Regions from separate parts of the Sus scrofa genome. Here all the other regions are linked to region 3. Evidence: chromatin contacts called from public promoter capture Hi-C data. All regions are on one chromosome and are shown on one strand. The core of a region is the stretch at or near the end of the contact, and the rest is flanking DNA. Distances in the headings are between cores, read along the strand shown. Region 1 has its middle 120 kb from the start of ENC1. Region 2 holds the start of ENC1 (ectoderm-neural cortex protein 1). Region 3 has its middle 190 kb from the start of TRNAR-UCG.

What was found. Promoter capture Hi-C pulls out the DNA fragments that hold promoters and counts their contacts.
Region 1: a promoter capture Hi-C map of liver shows a contact between it and region 3, with 4 times the contacts expected there. The contact joins two enhancer-like sites. A contact is called at or near these places in 1 of 5 promoter capture datasets (liver) and 1 of 47 Hi-C or Micro-C datasets (embryonic fibroblasts).
Region 2: a contact with region 3 is called in a promoter capture Hi-C map of liver, with 10 times the contacts expected there. The contact joins the promoter of ENC1 here to the enhancer-like site in region 3. A contact is called at or near these places in 2 of 5 promoter capture datasets (fetal liver and liver), 7 of 47 Hi-C or Micro-C datasets (brain, embryonic fibroblasts, liver and 4 more) and 1 of 2 datasets of contacts at active chromatin or transcription factors (skeletal muscle).

What each region holds. Positions count from the first base shown.
Region 1 is chr2:83,572,546-83,575,245 of Sscrofa11.1, reverse strand. No RefSeq gene overlaps it. Among named protein-coding and RNA genes, the nearest start is that of ENC1, 120 kb to the left of the region's middle. Within about 2 kb of position 1,380, at least 20 of the 83 cell types and tissues checked have an H3K27ac peak or open chromatin away from gene starts, as enhancers often do. A contact at or near this core is called in liver, where this site is marked.
Region 2 is chr2:83,690,537-83,693,236 of Sscrofa11.1, reverse strand. It overlaps ENC1 (ectoderm-neural cortex protein 1), which reads left to right and starts at 1,425. Exons shown (of 3, transcript XM_003123701.5): 1 at 1,425-2,241.
Region 3 is chr2:83,443,599-83,446,298 of Sscrofa11.1, reverse strand. No RefSeq gene overlaps it. Among named protein-coding and RNA genes, the nearest start is that of TRNAR-UCG, 190 kb to the right of the region's middle. Within about 2 kb of position 1,293, at least 14 of the 83 cell types and tissues checked have an H3K27ac peak or open chromatin away from gene starts, as enhancers often do. A contact at or near this core is called in liver, where this site is marked.

The sequences.
Region 1 (2,700 bases), core at 131-2,630, 130 kb before region 3:
TTTTTGTCTTTTGTTGTTGTTGTTGTTGCTATTTCTTGGGCTGCTCCCGTGGCATATGGAGGTTCCCAGGCTAGGGGTTGAATCGGAGCTGTAGCCACCGGCCTACGCCAAAGCCACAGCAACGCGGGATCCGAGCCGCGTCTGCAACCTACACCACAGCTCACGGCAACGCCAGATTGTTAACCCACTGAGCAAGGGCAGGGATCGAACCTGCAACCTCATGGTTCCTAGTCGGATTCGTTAACCACTGCGCCACGACGGGAACTCCGGTTATTACAAGATATTGAATTCAGTTCCCTGTGCTTCGCAGTAGGACTTTGTTGTTTATCTCTTTTATTTTTTTGCCACACCATGGCATGTGGATGTTCCCAGGCCAGGGATCAAACCGATGCCACAGCGACCTGAACTGCTGTAGCGACAGTACTGGATCTTTAACTTGCTGAGCCACCAAAGAACTCCTATTTATTTTATACATAGTAGTTTGTATCTGCTGATCCTAGACTCCTAATTTTCACCCCCCTTCCCCTGGTCCCCTTTGATAACCATGTTTGTTTTCTGATGTCTGTTAAATCTGTTTCTATTTTGCAAATAAGATAATTTGTATCAAATTTGAGATTCCAAACATAAGTGACATCATATGATATTTGCCTTTCTCTGACTTACTTCACTTAGTATGATACTCTCTCAGGCCATCCATGTTGCTGCAAATGGCCTTATTTCATTCTTTTCATGGCTGAGTAGTATTCCATTGTGTATGTGTACCACAGCTGCTTTATCCATTCATCTGTTGATGGACATTTATGTTGTTTCCATGTCTTGGCTCTTGTGAATAGTGCTGCTGTGAACTTTGGGGTGAATATGTCTTTTCAAATTGGTGGTTTTTTTTTTTCTTCTTTTTTTTCTGGATATGTACCCAGGGGTGGAATTGCTGGATCATATGGTAACTCTATTTTCAGTTTTTTGAGAAATTGCAATACTGTTTTCCATAGTGGCTATACCAGTTTACAGTCCCAAGAGGTGTTTTTTTCTTTGCAAGAATCAAGTTGCACATTATTTTCTAAAGAAAGCATGAGTCTCCAATTCATTTTATCTTCCAGATCAAATCTTTTAGAGAACTTGCATATTCATTAAAAATTAGGCAACAATTATCCGTAAAAGTGATAATTGTGAGTCTGCCAATTATTTGTCTTTCTAAAACCAAACTTATAAATGCCACATTTGCATCTTGAAAAAAGGATATTATTTCTACGCATTTTGGGTTGTTATTCCTGTTGTTTTGGTTCTCTGCTCTTTTGGCAGGCTGTTTTGCTCTGATTGGTAGGCTTTCCCATTTTCACTGTTCCATTTTCAAATGTTAATCATTAGTCATTGTTCATGTTCCCTCCATGCTGCAGCCCAGAATATAGCTAGCTCTTAAAGGCTGCTGCTCCAGCAGTGGTGGGGAGGGGCTCTGGGTGTTCCCAATGACCCGGGGTCATGTCCTGTGTTGGAAAAAGATGAAAGGGTAGTCTAGTGGTCAGCCTCCAGGTCCTGGGAAAGGTAGACCCCTCCAGGCTATGCAAACTGAGAAGGAAGAAGGTCCCCATGCAGCTGTGGCTGTGCTCAGGCTGACAGGCCTTGCAGGTTCCCAGAAACCTCTTTGATTTGCTGCCCATTCCACATGATGTTTAGTAATAAACAGAGTTCAATGGCCAGTCTAGACAAACAAATCACGGCTCTGGCAAACCCTGGGTTCTGATGACATGTTATGTCTCTGCAATGCGGGGAGGAAGGAGCCGGCTTTGAAACTCGAAAGCAGTGTCTCTGTGAGCTCACAGCAAACAGAGAGGGGCTGGGATGGGGATTCAGACAAACAGACCCTACTCTGACCAAATTAGAAGGCAGTCCCCGCCTTGTGGCTTGTGAATTTCCTGCCCTGTCTTCCTCCAGGTGTGAGGACGCTGCCCTGAACGTGAGTGAAATGCGAGAGGTTGAAATATTCATCTTTCTGAAGCCCTCGGGGTAGTCGCGGCCACCTGCTTCCCGCCTGTAGCAGCTGTCCTGAACGGTTTTCACTTGAGAGATGCTATTTTTCTCTTCAAACAAAATATTTCATCAGGGTTGGATTTTAATTGAGCCAGGAAGCCCTCCAAGATATTTCCTGTCCCCTGGCCGGCTTTATCTGCTGTTTAGAGGTGACAAGAAATCTCCCAGCTTCCTCCTCTCTTTTTCCTCCTCCCACCTCATCTGTGCAACTACAGTGCCAAACCTTGGCAAGCCGTGTGTTATCAGCTTGCAGGGCACACAGTCAAATCCCATTTCTATTGGGGACTAAAACAGGAAAAATGCTAAGAAAAGGCTGGCTCACTGAATTCCCTGTGAAATAATCCCCAAGTGAAAATAGCAGCGCCTTTTTTTTTTTTTTTTGAACATGTGCTTCTTATAAATACAGACCAGGATGCTAAACTGTGTATAGTATAACCAAGAATGCTTAGAAAACGTGGCTGGTAGTATTCTTCTGTGAGTCTTTTTGGGCTGTTTTCATCTCGAAGTAATTCATTTTCAGTACTTATCAAGAGTTTCTTTTACAATTAGTTCAATACATTTTTCTTTGACTGCGTTGAATTGTTTACTCAATGTTAATGGTTCCTCACAAATATTTACTGAATCTCTCTGTAAACTGTCCTCTAAATTAGACCAGAAGGTTCAAAATGCTGACTA
Region 2 (2,700 bases), core at 176-2,675, 250 kb before region 3:
AAGAGCCTGGAGGAAGTGCCTTAAGAGGCTGCACTGGTCAGCTTCCCCCAAACCTTGCCACAGGCTCTAGAAACATGTTTTTAAAAGACATGTGCAATAGCTACACGTTTTTCCCTCCGGGCTTTTCAGCACCCATCTCTGGTGTCTACGGCGGTGTTTCTATCTGTCTGGTTTTTGCTGATTTTATCCGTATCTTCAGAACTGGGCATGCTTGCCGACTCCCCCTGTCCAACCTCGCAGATGGCAGAACCCTTGCGTGGGTCTGACCGGGAACTGATCTGGCCTCTCTGGCTTTGTGAAGCAGTCTTGAGCTGAGACTCTGCATAACAAATTAAAATATGAAACAGATTTGTAAAGGCTCGTGGTGAGGCTGAGGAGTTAATGCTAACAAAGGACTTCAGAGGGCACTGTCTTTCTTTGTTTGCAAGGAGCACAATTTTTCGGGAGGGATCCTGAAGTGGGATGAGAATAAAGGACCGACAGAGTCTCGGTTTCAGCAGTCTTCAGACTCAGGGTGTGCCAGGCGGGCCTCTTTAGACTGTTTAAACCATTTCTGCTTCTGATATTTAAAAGAAAGCTGAGAAGTGGGGGAGTGGGGAGAGAAAATTCCATCGTGGATCCCCACTCTAGCCATAGGGCTGGGCCACTGCAAGAGGCTCTCCAACTGGATATGTCACATCTTCCTGGGCCTCAGTTTGCTAACCTGCAAAACGAGGGGGCTTGACCGGTGATCTCTACAGTTCATTCATATACTTTACTCCAAATACCTAGTAAAAAGAAAAACAAGCATTTCAGCTCCCAGGGGAAAGACAAGCCCTTGGTCCTAAGATCAAAAATGGGTTTCATAAATAGTGATGGCCGTTTGAGATTAGTTCTCTAATCGCCTTCTTTCTCGTGGCATGCGGCTCTTCAAACGTGTATGCTGAACCATCTCTTTGCTGAACTAATCAGCGATAAAACACAGGAAGGGACCCTGTCTGAGAGGGCGATTGAGGCTTTATCGCTACGGAGAGAAGGCGGCGTGGCCGCTCCTTGGAGTAGTTCGCTTTGAATCAAGCGGCCGCGACGATTGGCTGCGAAGCACGTGGTAGCCTACCGGACAGCGCCGGGTTGTTGCTGCCTGGGGCAGAGTCCAGCGGCGGGAGCCGCACCCGCGGGGGCGTAGGGAGAGAGGGAGGGAGGAAGTGGGGGGGAGACGACAGGGGCTCGAGTCTTCCTGGTCCCTAGCCACAGAGAAACCCTACAGGCCGGCTTTGTCCAACCTGCAGTGTCCCCCAGAGTATCCAAAATTGTGTCCTAACCCAGCCACTGTCCTCCCTCCAGGTGTCCCATTCACTACGCGGGCTCTGCGCGCTTAGGACGCGTGCCGCGGACACCCAGCTCGCCCTTCGGCGCCCTTTCCCGAGCATCTCGCAGGCTCTCGCAGCGTGGGCCTCACAACGCGGAGCTGCGCTCCCTGGTCTTGGGTCCCTCAGCACCCCTCTGGGCCAGAGGCGCAGACACTCCGATCTGGGAAAACTTGTTTTAATCTCGGTCCCCAAGGGCTGCAGCTGCTCAAGGCTGAGATTCTGTGTCCGCTTTGTCTCTCTCCCCTTGCCGCATCCCCCTCCCCCGTTTCCTCTCTCGATTAACTCCCCCGACAAGCTCTCCTCCGGCTCTTCTTTTCCTCCTCCACCTCCTCCTCCTCCTCTTCCTTCTCCGCCGGCAGTATTCACGCGCTTCCCTCCCTCCCTTCATCCCTCCCTCCCCTGGTGTCACTCTTTGCCTACGCGATCTCTCCCCGCCCCTCCCTCCCCTCCGCGCCGCTTATAGCTGGGCTCTGGGCCGCTGGGCGCCGACTGCTCCGGCAGCTGGAGAGAAGGCGGCTCGGCAGTGGCGCTGCTGAGACCGGGTCGAGACGCCAAGCAGCCGCGGCGCGCACGGCGCTTTCCAGCTCCCTCCCCCGAGTGCACAGCCCGCCTCCTTCCGCGGTGCCTGCAGCCGCGGGCCACTCTCCCCTCCCGAGAGCACTCAGAGAGCCGCTCCGCGGGTGGCGGGCGCAGAGTCCGCGGTGTGGGGATCTTGAGGCCGCGGCGATCTGCCCGCGGTAACCAGCCCGCGAACCAGAGCCCCATGCGCACTCCTTTCGCCCCGGCAGTCGCTGTTGCTCCCTGGGGTTGAGATCGCTGCTTCCTCGCCTCCCCGCCCTGTGACCGAGGCAAGAACCCAGCTGGTTGTGTGCTGTGGCCGGTCGCCACTGCTGTAAGTTTCCTCTACCGCCGCGTACCTGTTGCGGGCGCCGCGGGTTTCAAGGGCTGCCCGGCCTGCGAGAGTGTGCTCTCGCAAGGGGGGTGTGTGCGCCCCAGAGCGAGAAACTCCGACCTAGGCGGCGGTGGCGAGATCTTCTCCCGGCGGAGACCGGGTGTCTGCCACTGCCCTCCCGCAGCAAGCAGAGCCGGGCATTGCGGGAGGGGCCTCCTCCGGCGGCGCGCCGCCGGGGCGAGCTGCTGGAGCTGCTGGCGAGCGAAGAGCTGAGCCAGGGTACGATCCATCCCTTCTCCACGCAAAGAGCGCTTGCAGGGGGGCGCGGAATTGCTGGTCCACGTTGCATCCTTACCCGCACAGGGAGCATCGGGGCCACGCACAGACACCCCTCTTGAGAGCGTTAACCGCGGCCAGATATGTGTAGGAAATGAATGAAAACTGGTTTCTGAAAAATGT
Region 3 (2,700 bases), core at 44-2,543:
AGGTTGCAGGTTCGATCCCTGGCCTCACTCAGTGGGTTAAGGGTCCAGTGTTGCTGCTGTGAGCTGTGGTGTAGGCCGGGGGTACAGCTCTGATTTGATCCCTAGCCTGAGGACTTCCATGTGCTGTGGTTGCAGCCCTTAAAAAAAAAAAAAAAAGAACAAGTTACTAGATAATTCTTTACATCAAGTAAGATGGTCAGTATATTATGAAGAAAGGATCAGAGTCTAAACTATAAGAAGGATATGAAACTTTTAGATAAATGGTGGTTTTTCCTTTTATATACATAAAATAAACCTTTTTTTCTTCTTTATTTACAAGATTATGTATACAGAGTATAAGAAAAGAGATTTTTCACTGCCTGTGAACATGTCCCTGCCTCTTCTTGGCCAAGTTTTTTTTTTTTTAATTGCATTTCAAGATTTTGATGAAAATAATTTTGTGTAAAAGAGGAGGTACTATTACAATGATCTGCTCTAGAAGTTAAAGACCTGAGATGGGACAGTGACTGTAGTTCTCCTTTGCCTGAATGCTCAGTGCCCCCCATGGCAGGTGGGGGCCCAAAGCTCAAGCCTTCCCAGTTGCTGGCAGAGAAAACTTTCTCTGGTTCAGAGCACTGGTTTTTCACAGTCCTGTGGGCTCAGACCTTAAGGAAAATAGCAGCAGCTGTAATCAAAACAAATGGCTTCTCCAGGCATCAGGCAGATATTTCCATCAATTTTCCTCCCAAATGGCCCAGACTCAGACTTCCTTCAGTCTAGGTCAGATGATCTAATGGTCACCCCTCAAAATCTACCCACTCGGCCAACTGTGTAGGAAGGAGCGTCTGCGCCGTGACCTTTTCTCTGTGAAGTTCATTGAGTTTTCTCTCTTGTACCACACAGGGCTTTTTTTTCTAATGCCCTTTGGACACTGCATTAAACTTTAATTGTGGCTGGGGAGGAAGCTCTGGGTTGGGTTGGGCAGCCCTGCCCAGCCCTGCGGTACCATCCATGCGACTGTCAGTTGGTTAGTTATGCTGGAACCCTTGTGCTGCTTGGAGCTCATTAATTCCCCTCCTCCTCAGCCGCTTTCCCTGGAAAGCTATTTGGTTATTTCCAGCTGAAACTGCTCACGGCCTAGAAGCATCCCCTAGGACTCAATTGCCCACCAAACCATAAGCAGAGCTCTGCTCCTGCTAGAAATGCTCTCCTCTCTGCTGGACACGTTTCTTTGAATGATAAAAGCCTGGGTTTGCATACAGTTGGGGCAGTGCCCTCTGTCTGGCTGGACAGGGCCAGGCCAGGTCAGTGTAGTGACTCACAGTCAGATAGCAGCTAATCCATCTCTTGGGGTGTCATTAACACAGGTGAGCAGACAGCCACATCAAACCTGCTTCCCTTTTAAGGGCCATATTTACAACCCATTAGTCGTCAGGGCGAGTGGGAACAAGGCTATTGGTGGCAAGTATGCAATCCATCACAGTAATTAAGTGGGTTTAAGCGCACCGCTAATCTGGGGAGGTGCAGAGTTCTGTTTCGACATCCTAACTTAGAAAAAATGAACCATGCCAAGGAAAGTTCCTGTCTTTGTCTCTGCTTCCAGCCTTTCTCTCCATCTCTGTTTTTCTGTGTTCTGTGTCTCTTTGGATCTCTGTCTCTGTATATCCCTGCCTCTCTTTGTTTTTCCAGCAGATTCCTTTCTCTTTTTACAAAATCCTTCTTCCTCAATTTAACATTACAACGTCCAACAGCTTAAGTAGATTCTCCAGAATAAAACCAAACAAAAAGCTCCCCCCCGCCGCCTACTTTCAGCATGCCACCCTTTAATTTTGGCTCCCTGTCAACTGCAGCCAGAGTGAAGATGCACTCGCCTGTGTGGTTGGTTTTTCATTGCATTTTCAGCATCATCTTGGCACTGCCTTGCGTCTCCCCTGCTCCCTGCTGTGCTTCCTTTTCTTTGGTTCAGGGGCAAAATTTCAGGTCACTCAGCCGATTACATTACCCTTCCCACCCCTGCCTCTGAGAACCTGCACTTCCCCATAAAATGCTGCTCTCTGGTGTTTACAAAAGAAGCGGTGGAAAGAGAATCCTGAGCTCCGAGCATGTAATTTCTACCTGTACACTGGAGCATAGGATGAGCCCGAGAACCGAGGTGCTGAGGTGCCAGAGGAGCCAGGCTCATTTCACACAGTCTCGAGAAGCAGTTGCCTGCAGAAGGCCCAGCAGCTGTTTAACACACAGAGCGACCGTGCACACCAGTTTAGGGCGGGAACTGAAGAAGGAGACCATGTCCAATTGCAGCCTCGGGGGACACTGGAGGAGGCAGGATGTGATTTTTACCTTTGATGCACCTCTCTGCCTCCCAACCTCAGGGAAGGTTATGAATTCTTCCTAATTAAAAAAAAATATAAAATTGTGTGCATCACAATATCAGCCAAGGCTGGCTTCCAGAAACAGCTTGAAAATTGGCCTCTGTAGATGAGATGACCCAGGAGGGAGAATATGAACACCATGAACCATCTTTCTGAAGGCTCTGCTCCAGGCAGAAAAGACAAAGCAAGAATTTAGCGTCCTCAAAACACTGGATCCATTTACTTTCCATAAACGTCTATTTCATGCTACAGCAGTCACGCTATATCAGAGGAAGGGTGTGTATTTTTTCACCCTTCTGCTAAGGCAGCAGGTTTTACCCTGGTGCAGGGGACTTCCTGACCAGTAAAG